Linked DNA regions of Macaca mulatta: region 1 is linked to region 2. Evidence: chromatin contacts called from public Hi-C data. All regions are on one chromosome and are shown on one strand. Each heading gives the region's core, a stretch centred on a gene start, on an enhancer-like site or on the middle of the called end of the contact. The rest is flanking DNA. Distances are from core to core; before and after follow the strand shown.

Region 1 (4,365 bases), core at 1,248-3,747, 620 kb after region 2:
AACAACTCATGTGATGAAAGATCTACCTTTTAGGCAAACAAAAGCAATCCCTAGCAGTTTAAGGATTTAAGGCTGTATTGCATCAGTTTTAAGTGATGCTTATGATTTTTATCTTGTATAGTTCTGAGGAATAAACAGTTGATGGCATAATTTGCAGGAGAACGCTGCACAGTGCCTAAAAGAACTGCCACTGTAAGTACTTATGATTTTAAATCATTGTGGCTGAATTTATCTAGGCTTCTGCCTGGGAGCTATATTTAAATCAGGAAGAAGCACCCCTAGAAACTTTGTTCCATGTATCTGCATTTGAAACCAGATTCCTTCCCTATCTGAGCTAACAGCAATTCTCATACAGCTGAATTCCTTTAAAATTAGACAGATCAAAATTTAGCAGTTCTGTAAAGGCTCTAAGAAATCGTCCTCCTTTTAAATGCTATAAAAGTCAAACTTGAAAAACATTTCCGTATACTTTAAAGCCATCTGGCCCTTAACCTAATCACTCTTGGCCATCGAGCCTCACTCCCGTAATCCTGATCAAAAATTCTCCTCTGGTTTTTCTGATGGAAATGTCCATTGCCTAAAAATCACCCACGTGCCTACTTCATTGGCCTGTTTGTGTGTGTTTGTGTGTGTGTTTTCAGGATACTAGGGGCCATTATTTATGAAAAGCAAGGAAACAAATCACTGTCCAGTCCCTTTGCAGATTCCCACACTTACTGCCCCAAATCCCACTCGGTCCTGCCCTTGGCTAAAGAACTGTGCTGAGCCAGAAGGCAGTCCCTGGGGACATCTCCTTATGCCTTTCTTGACAAACTCCTTTGGCTATCTGGGTATGTGAGGATCTCAACTGGGTTCCAGCAAACCCCTAAACTTTTGTAAGAAAGTACAGTTGACTGCCACCCAGAGTGCCTGGACTGCCTGGCACCGAATGTAGGGTTCTGCATATTCACAGGATTTCTCGTCTTGACCTGCTTTAGCTGAGAAGGGAACACATTAAAATGAATTCACATTCATCACATTCTGAATTTAGTCACAGAAACCAACGTCTTCAGATATTCACCAGGGTCAATCTATTTATTAATATAGTCGCTTTGCAAAGTGTAGGGAAAATGACTACTAAAATATGTAAACAGTGCTTCGTGTGCATCCGATCAATACTCAACAAACTGCTGCTCTCCAACGCAAACATTTCCAAATCCAATTTGATTTCAACTCGTATAACCTCTTTTCATTGCTTCTTATTGCTGTAGCCCGAAAGTGCAAGCGAGATTTCCCAAACCCGCGCTTAAAGTGACACAACACGTGAGTGGTCTTCACTTTGTACACTGAGTGAGGAGGGGGAAAAAAAGTAGTTGCAATTAAAATTAAAGCTTCCGGTCTCTGAAATCCCTAGAATCCTGAAGGATGAGACTTGTTTCCGAAATTCCGGGCGGGAGGGAGGGGGAATGGTAGGGAGAAGGATTGCAGAAAGCGAAACAAAAAGACGAAAGAGTCGGGGGGTGGGGGTGACTAAGGTTAGGGGGTGGGCCGGGGGTCGCTCTGATATCCTAGAAGGGCTAAGGGGCTTTGTCCAACTTTTAGGGTCTGGCCTTGGACGTTCGCCGCGATGCCCAGCACAGCCCAGGGTTCTCCCCGCACTCCTGCCCTCCTCTCGCATCAACCACCTCCACCGCCACCACTTACAAAACAATACCAGCAACAGTACGCAGGCTTCCCAACAAAAATAGAAAGTTATCCCGTCTCCGGGTCGGGGTCCAAGCCCGCGCTCCAGGGTCCCCCGGCCAGCCGCCCCCGGGGATGACAGGGCCACTCCGCGCCTCGGGCCGCCTCCCACCTCTCCGTCACCCCCAACCCAGTCCCCCTCCCTCTGTACTTGAGGAAACTCCGGCGGCGGCCCCCTCCCTCCTCCGCGGCTCTCCAGCTGGAGCCGGGAACGAGTGCTGAGTGGCGGGCCCGGCGAGCGGCAGAGGGGAGCTCTGCGCCTTGGAGGTCTGCCCACAACAACATCGGGACGAACAACAAAGTTAAAACGCAGCGATTCACGCACCTTACCCGGTCTCGTTAATGCCTCCTCCGGCGTGGGATGCAAAGTGGCACAGAGGCGGGCTGGGGGCCCCCGGGAGGAGACTGGAGATGGGTTTTGGTGGCTCGCCTTTTTCACTCTGTGTGTGTGTGTGTCTGTGTGTGTGCGTGTGTGCCGGTGTGTGTGTGTGTGCGCGCGCGTGTCCCTCTCTCTCCCCCCGTCTCTCGCTCGCCCGCTCGCTCGCGCTCCCCGTGTTGCTCTCAAGGACGAGGTGAAATCCCTTTGCTGGTCATGAGGCGGCTTCAGAGACAAACAACACAATGCGAGTGCAAATAACAAAAGGCAAAAAGACAGTAGGAACAATGGGGGAGGCGAGGGCAGCGCACCAGCCGGCGGTCACCGCGGCCCGGCGCCCGCCCCGGGGGGTGCGGCGGGGGCGGGAGCGGGCGCGGGGGCGGCGCCGGGGGCTCCCGCTCCCTCCAGGTCGCCCCTGAGCTCCCGCAAGCCCACCCTGACCTCCTTCCTGCAGCTCGCCGCCCGGCCGCCCTCTCTATCCATCCGAAGGGAAGGAGCCCCAGAGTTTTCTTCCCCGTCTGCTGCAGAGTAACTAGATTGTTAATAACGCGGCGATTACCCACACCGTGCAGGAATTTTTTTTTTTTTAATCTGCCCTCCACTTAAAGGAGCGATAAAAATGAAATGGCAGGAGTGGAAGGAGCCAGGGAGAGCGGGATATCTCTAGATCTCGATGGAGCTCGCATCTGTAAATACGCATTCATGTTTAGTCAAGTCCCTTTGTCAACTTCTTCCCGGCGCCGGAGCCTCAGCCGCTGCCCTGCGCCCAGGAACTGGCCCCTCCCGGCCCCCCAGCCCAGTGGTCAAGCGGTCGGGCCGGCAAGGAGGGCGCGCTCGGGGGGCTGCGGGGTCCGTGGAACCTTTCCGGGAGGCGAGCCGCGGGCTGCTGGGCGCGGAGGCTGGAGCCGCGAGAGGTTCGGCTGCTGAAGCGGCCACTGCCTCCCCGAGCCCGGCTCCGCGCCGCGCGTCCCCGCCGCCGCCGGCACTGTGCACCCACCTACTCCTTGGGCATTGAGGTAGGGGAGAAAAGTTTTGAGGCGCTCTCATCTCTGCCTCCGGGGTGGTTGAACTGGTTTGGTTTTGTGTTGAGCGAAGCCAAAAAAGAAAGAAGAAGAGAAGAAAAAAAACGACCACACACACACACACACACACACACACCCCAACCCAAGAACCAGGGAATGAAATTTAGTGATATTTAGGGAGAAATAAGGCTGAGCGCTGGGCTCCGACTCTCTGCCGCGACACTTGAGTGGGCGCGTGGACCCTCGGAGTCCCATCCCCATCAGAAGAAACTCCATCGGTGATGCCCCGAGCAGAAGCTGTGGGGCTGATTTAAGTGTGTGCTCTGACAGCTCCCGGGCTGCTCCGGCGCTTATCTCTTCTAATCTTACTTTCATTGACTTAAAACAGCTGCCGGTTTGCCAGGGGAAAAAATCCTATTAAATCTCAAACCAGGGTGGGGCGGGGGCGGGGGTTCCTGACAGTGATCTTCCCAGAGCTGGTGTCCAGAAAAGAGCAGGGGGAAGGGAGAGCACTCACGCGGGAAGCTGCGGGTTGGGAAGCGGGTGATGCAAAGGGGACTAAGGAAACAATTCGAGCAACACGTTTCTTTTCCTCGCTGTAGCCTTCTCTCCGTTTGCTTTTATGCCAAGGTGCGTGTTCTCTGTCCCCATCTCTATAATTCTCTGCAGACGCGCAACCATTGACTGAACCGCGTCCCTGGGCACCCCCAGCATTACCCAGAGTGCAACAACACCATCAGGAGATCAATGACCAGACTCTATGTATTCTTAACGCGCCTAGAAGAGCAGGACACCGGAGGAGCTTGGGAGCGAGGCTCGGGGCTTGGCTGTCTCCGGGCGATCTCTCCCAGACTTTTTCCGGGCTGATTTCTAAACGGCAGTTAGTAAGCAAATATAATTTCTCAATGCATGCCACACATACCAATCACAATATATTCACCTAGGAAAGTGAGACATCCTTTCTCCCCCTTTCCACCCTTTGTAGATTTGTTTCTGGAGATGGGTTGCTAATACCTGAGATTTACACTTGTCTAGGGCGGAAACTTTCCCGAGTGTTTGACGATTGATTATGTGGTACCTGTTTTCTAAAAAAGGCTAAACACCTTTCCCTGGAAGAAAAGTGAGAAATGTAAATCTTAATAACTCAAGGCAAAAATTTCAAAGTGTAAGCACAGCTATTATCCACTCCCACAAAGAAAACTTCCTCTTACACAAATATTTGATAGCATAGAGCCCAGTAATTAA
Region 2 (3,872 bases), core at 76-2,575:
GCTGCCAGCAGCTTTTCTTTATAGTGTTCCTCTTACCTACACTATGTGTTGGCACTGGCAGGTAGCCCTAATTCGTTAGTAGCCAAATTATTTTTGTCCCTGAAGTACGAGAAATCTCCATAGCACATGAATGAGACATGGTTTACTAGTTTACACACATTTTATAACTCCAAGAAACCAAAACTCATTCACAAATGCTTTCATTTCAGCAAAGAGAAGGGCCACAGAATATCAGAGATATCCACTTTGAATTTCTGGTCCCATTGTCCATGAGAAAGTGAAGAGAAAAAAAAAATCTCTTTAACTTCAATAAAGAACTTTGATCCTTAATGCAAGAAAAATAAACAGCTTTCTGTTCACCACACTCCACATTTCATTTAAGTCAAAACATTTCAGTACAAGGCATTAAGAAAAAACGTCATTTAGTAATAAACCTAAATGTCTCCAGATAAAAATTCATCACGACGGCATAGTACGTTTAGATAATGTGGTTCATAATAACTAGCATCCTCATATTGCATGATCATCAGATACATTTATACGCTGCTGTACCACCTTCACTAAGTTACAGAGAACAATAATAAGAAATAAGCAACACTTAGAAAGAAACACATAACACAGAAATGCTGATTTAGCCACAGCAAAACAAATCTCTGAATTTTAAGACAAGACAAAAGTAAATGTATTAACACTAAAGAGCCAAGTGACTAAAATGTTACTTAGATAAAAGAGAGGTTTGAAATACAATGAGCCGAGTTCAGGTTTGAATTGATTTAAGGTTTGACACTGATTTCAAATGTCTATGAACATCCATAAGCTTTTGTTTTAAATTTTCCTTCTGTCATGTTTATGGGCAAAAACTCCTTAAACTACCTTGTAATATAGATTAATTACTTTCAAGCTGGGTGACAAAAGGGCATAATGACCGGAAAATGATACAAAAGAAACAAAAAACGCATGTTAACAAGTTTATCAACAAACCTGGGTAATTCTCATGAAGTACAGATTAAGGTTCAGTGGTTCCAAACTGGCAGCATTCAAATTGGGTTCATATTTGGGTTTTTTGTTTTGTTTGTTTTTTTAAACCACCTGTCCTAAAACGACATTGTTTATGCTAATTATCTTTGTTTATGCCACAATTCTGTTTGTTTACTACATTCTTTTAAAATACCATATCCCTATAAACAGTTCTCACCAGAATTCTTCTAAATCTTGTTTCGGTCTGGTCCTTCTCGGCAGCCCACTGAGCAGAATGCAGCTCTACAATGAAGGCGCAAGAGCTGGGAACAACTTTGAGTCTCTGACTCCTCAGGCTGGCAAAGGGAGGGAGTACTGCTGAGGTTTTACTCTCAGGCTCCAAGGGAAAAGGATACTGAATGTGGAGAAATGCAACACCCCCCTATTGGACAAGCAAAACCATACGCCACAATATATCCAGAGAAGATGTGTGAACTCTCAATTAGTAAGTAAAGAAAAGAATAGACAACACTAAAGGAAAGAAAGAACAGCTTCCAAACTGCAGGAGAAAACACAGAGGTCAGAAAGAATAAAAAGGTCTTCTCCTGAACCACTATCAGTTCCTGATCACAATGAAGGAATAGTGGCATTCTCCTAAAGCACGTCAAATTTAAATTTTTTTCCCACTCTAGCAATACCACTTGATCCTGTTTATCTACATAGTAATCAAATTTCACATTTAATACAAATGATGATGCTATCAATCAATGAAAGAGAAAGAAGGAGAGAATGAAGGAAGGAAGGAAGACTTTGTTATGTTTTTGTCCATTTCTTGTTCAAGAAAATTTTCCATTAGGAAGGAGATATTTCATGCTTTGGCTAAACCTTTAAAAATCTTATTATCTTACTGCCATCATCGGAATCAGAGACCTGGCATATTGGAACTATACATGAGTTAGTACAAGAGAAAAACTTAGATTAGTTTCTTTCCCAGGCTGTTGGATAACCCCATTGAAATTATAAATGAATAACAAATTATGAAAGAAAACAAAACTCATCAGTTATACTTATTTAACTAATCTATAAAAAGGGAGATATTCAGCCTCCATAATGCACATCTGCATTATACAATATACTCATTAGGTTGCTGAAGAATTGATAGTGGAAAGAAAACAGACAATAAAAATCAGCCTTTACCCATGAATGTAATTTTGCTTTCTAAATGCATTATGAGTGCAATTCATATGAAATAGTTTCCAACTCTGTGAAGGACTAATGTGCTAAAGAATCAGAACAGGTCTTATTATCTGCCTCTCATGTATGATGCCTATACAAGATTTTTGCCAAAAGCTTCCTAAGAACAGGTAAATACTTTAACATGTGCTTATTATATTTGAGAAACACAAGATAAGAACACACCAACATGTGAAGTAAGCGTAATATTTGCACATTTCTATGTCTATCAAACCTGCTAAACACTGAGCAGTACACAATGTCACCTGACATTTAACCCTTAATTGTTCTTGGTAATCAGTCAGGTCTCCTGCCAAGTCTTCGGGACAGTATTTCAGCATAAGTGTGATAGAAATGTGGTTTATGAACTGCCTCATGCAAGCTGCATTCCAAACCAATGTCTTAGCTCAGTTAGCTTGCAAATTATTGACATGGTAATTAAAATCTATACTCAGTTGTAGACATTGTCTCCTCTACAAAGTAGTAGTAAATAACAAATAAATAAAATTACCAAAGGCTATCAGAACATCCTGAAAACATAATATCAAACTTACAGGTTTACAGTTGCCATTAGGTGACAGAATGTGAACAGATAACTTTTCTGTGATTCACACCTAGAGTGTGCCTGCTAACCTGAATGCACTTATCACTCGTGAGCACAATGGATTTTTTTGTTGTTGTTGTTAAAGTCTTTAATTAAGCAAAATATATCTGTGTAATAAATATTTCATTACTATGGTCAAACTTTAGGTAACTAAAATACCACTAATGTCAAAGAGTAGTTTTTTGCAAATGTCCAGCAGTAGCTTTTCATGGAATTTTATGAATTAGTTTGTAAAAGGATCTGATGTATATTTCTTTCTTCAGAAAAATACTGAAAAGTTTCCTAATAAGAAAAATTATTTAGTCAGCATGACCAGAAATAAATTTGATGGAAATATGAAGCAAATAAGTTAATTTTTATTGCAGAAGGTTTTACTATTGTAGTGTTCCTTTCAACATCTAGAAAATCTGCTGTCTGTTGTCTGCACCAATTTGGGAGAAGCAATCAAATAGGTGATACTAACAACCTAATTTGCATAATCCCACGACTTTCAATCCCAACTTTTTTCTTCTTTCTAGACATTATCAGAACTGTCTTCTTAAGCAATCATCTTACACTTGCTATTTAAGTTTCTAACATAAAGCAATTAGAAACTGTAACGAGTAGCTTAGACACAAAACTATTATATTACAACCAAAGAGGACAGATAAAATAAAAAGGAAAGAAATAGAATATTGAGAAACTACCAAAAATGGCTGTTTTACTTATCATGAACAAACTAATATTGACATTTAAGGCAAATATTTTCATTTCTTCCTTGGAATATCAAAAAATAGGTGACATTCTCAAAGGAAAACCTTAAGTCACAATTTTTCATTATCTACTTTCAGTTAAATATATACATTTATTGACTTCTTTTAAATATTTGGGGAAACTTCGGGCATTCGTTCTAATGATGCTATTACTCACATTTAGACCATGTTGCCAGCTATGTTTTCTCTAAACGGTAAAATGTAAAAGAGTTTCCTTACGAATAATCTTTAGAACATATACGCCCATTTGCTTCCCACCTGGGAATTGTGTTTTTCAGTAATCATAATCAGTCTATCACAAGGATGCTTGAAAATAAAAATATTTC

The links. A called contact is a pair of places that touch in the nucleus more often than the background predicts.
Region 1: a contact with region 2 is called in a Hi-C map of fetal cortical plate, with 2.9 times the contacts expected there. The contact joins the promoter of SOX5 here to the enhancer-like site in region 2. A contact is called at or near these places in 2 of 14 Hi-C or Micro-C datasets (fetal cortex germinal zone and fetal cortical plate).

The regions. Positions count from the first base shown.
Region 1 is chr11:26,899,031-26,903,395 of T2T-MMU8v2.0, forward strand. SOX5 (SRY-box transcription factor 5) reads right to left here and starts at 2,498. Exons shown (of 18, transcript XM_077953164.1): 1 at 2,048-2,498. LOC144332685 (a long non-coding RNA gene) reads left to right here and starts at 1,234. Exons shown (of 2, transcript XR_013400657.1): 1 at 1,234-1,302; 2 at 1,582-1,803.
Region 2 is chr11:26,278,841-26,282,712 of T2T-MMU8v2.0, forward strand. The region is part of intron 4 of SOX5 (SRY-box transcription factor 5); the gene reads right to left. Among named protein-coding and RNA genes, the nearest start is that of SOX5, 620 kb to the right of the region's middle. Within about 2 kb of position 1,326, at least 4 of the 40 cell types and tissues checked have an H3K27ac peak or open chromatin away from gene starts, as enhancers often do. A contact at or near this core is called in fetal cortical plate, where this site is marked.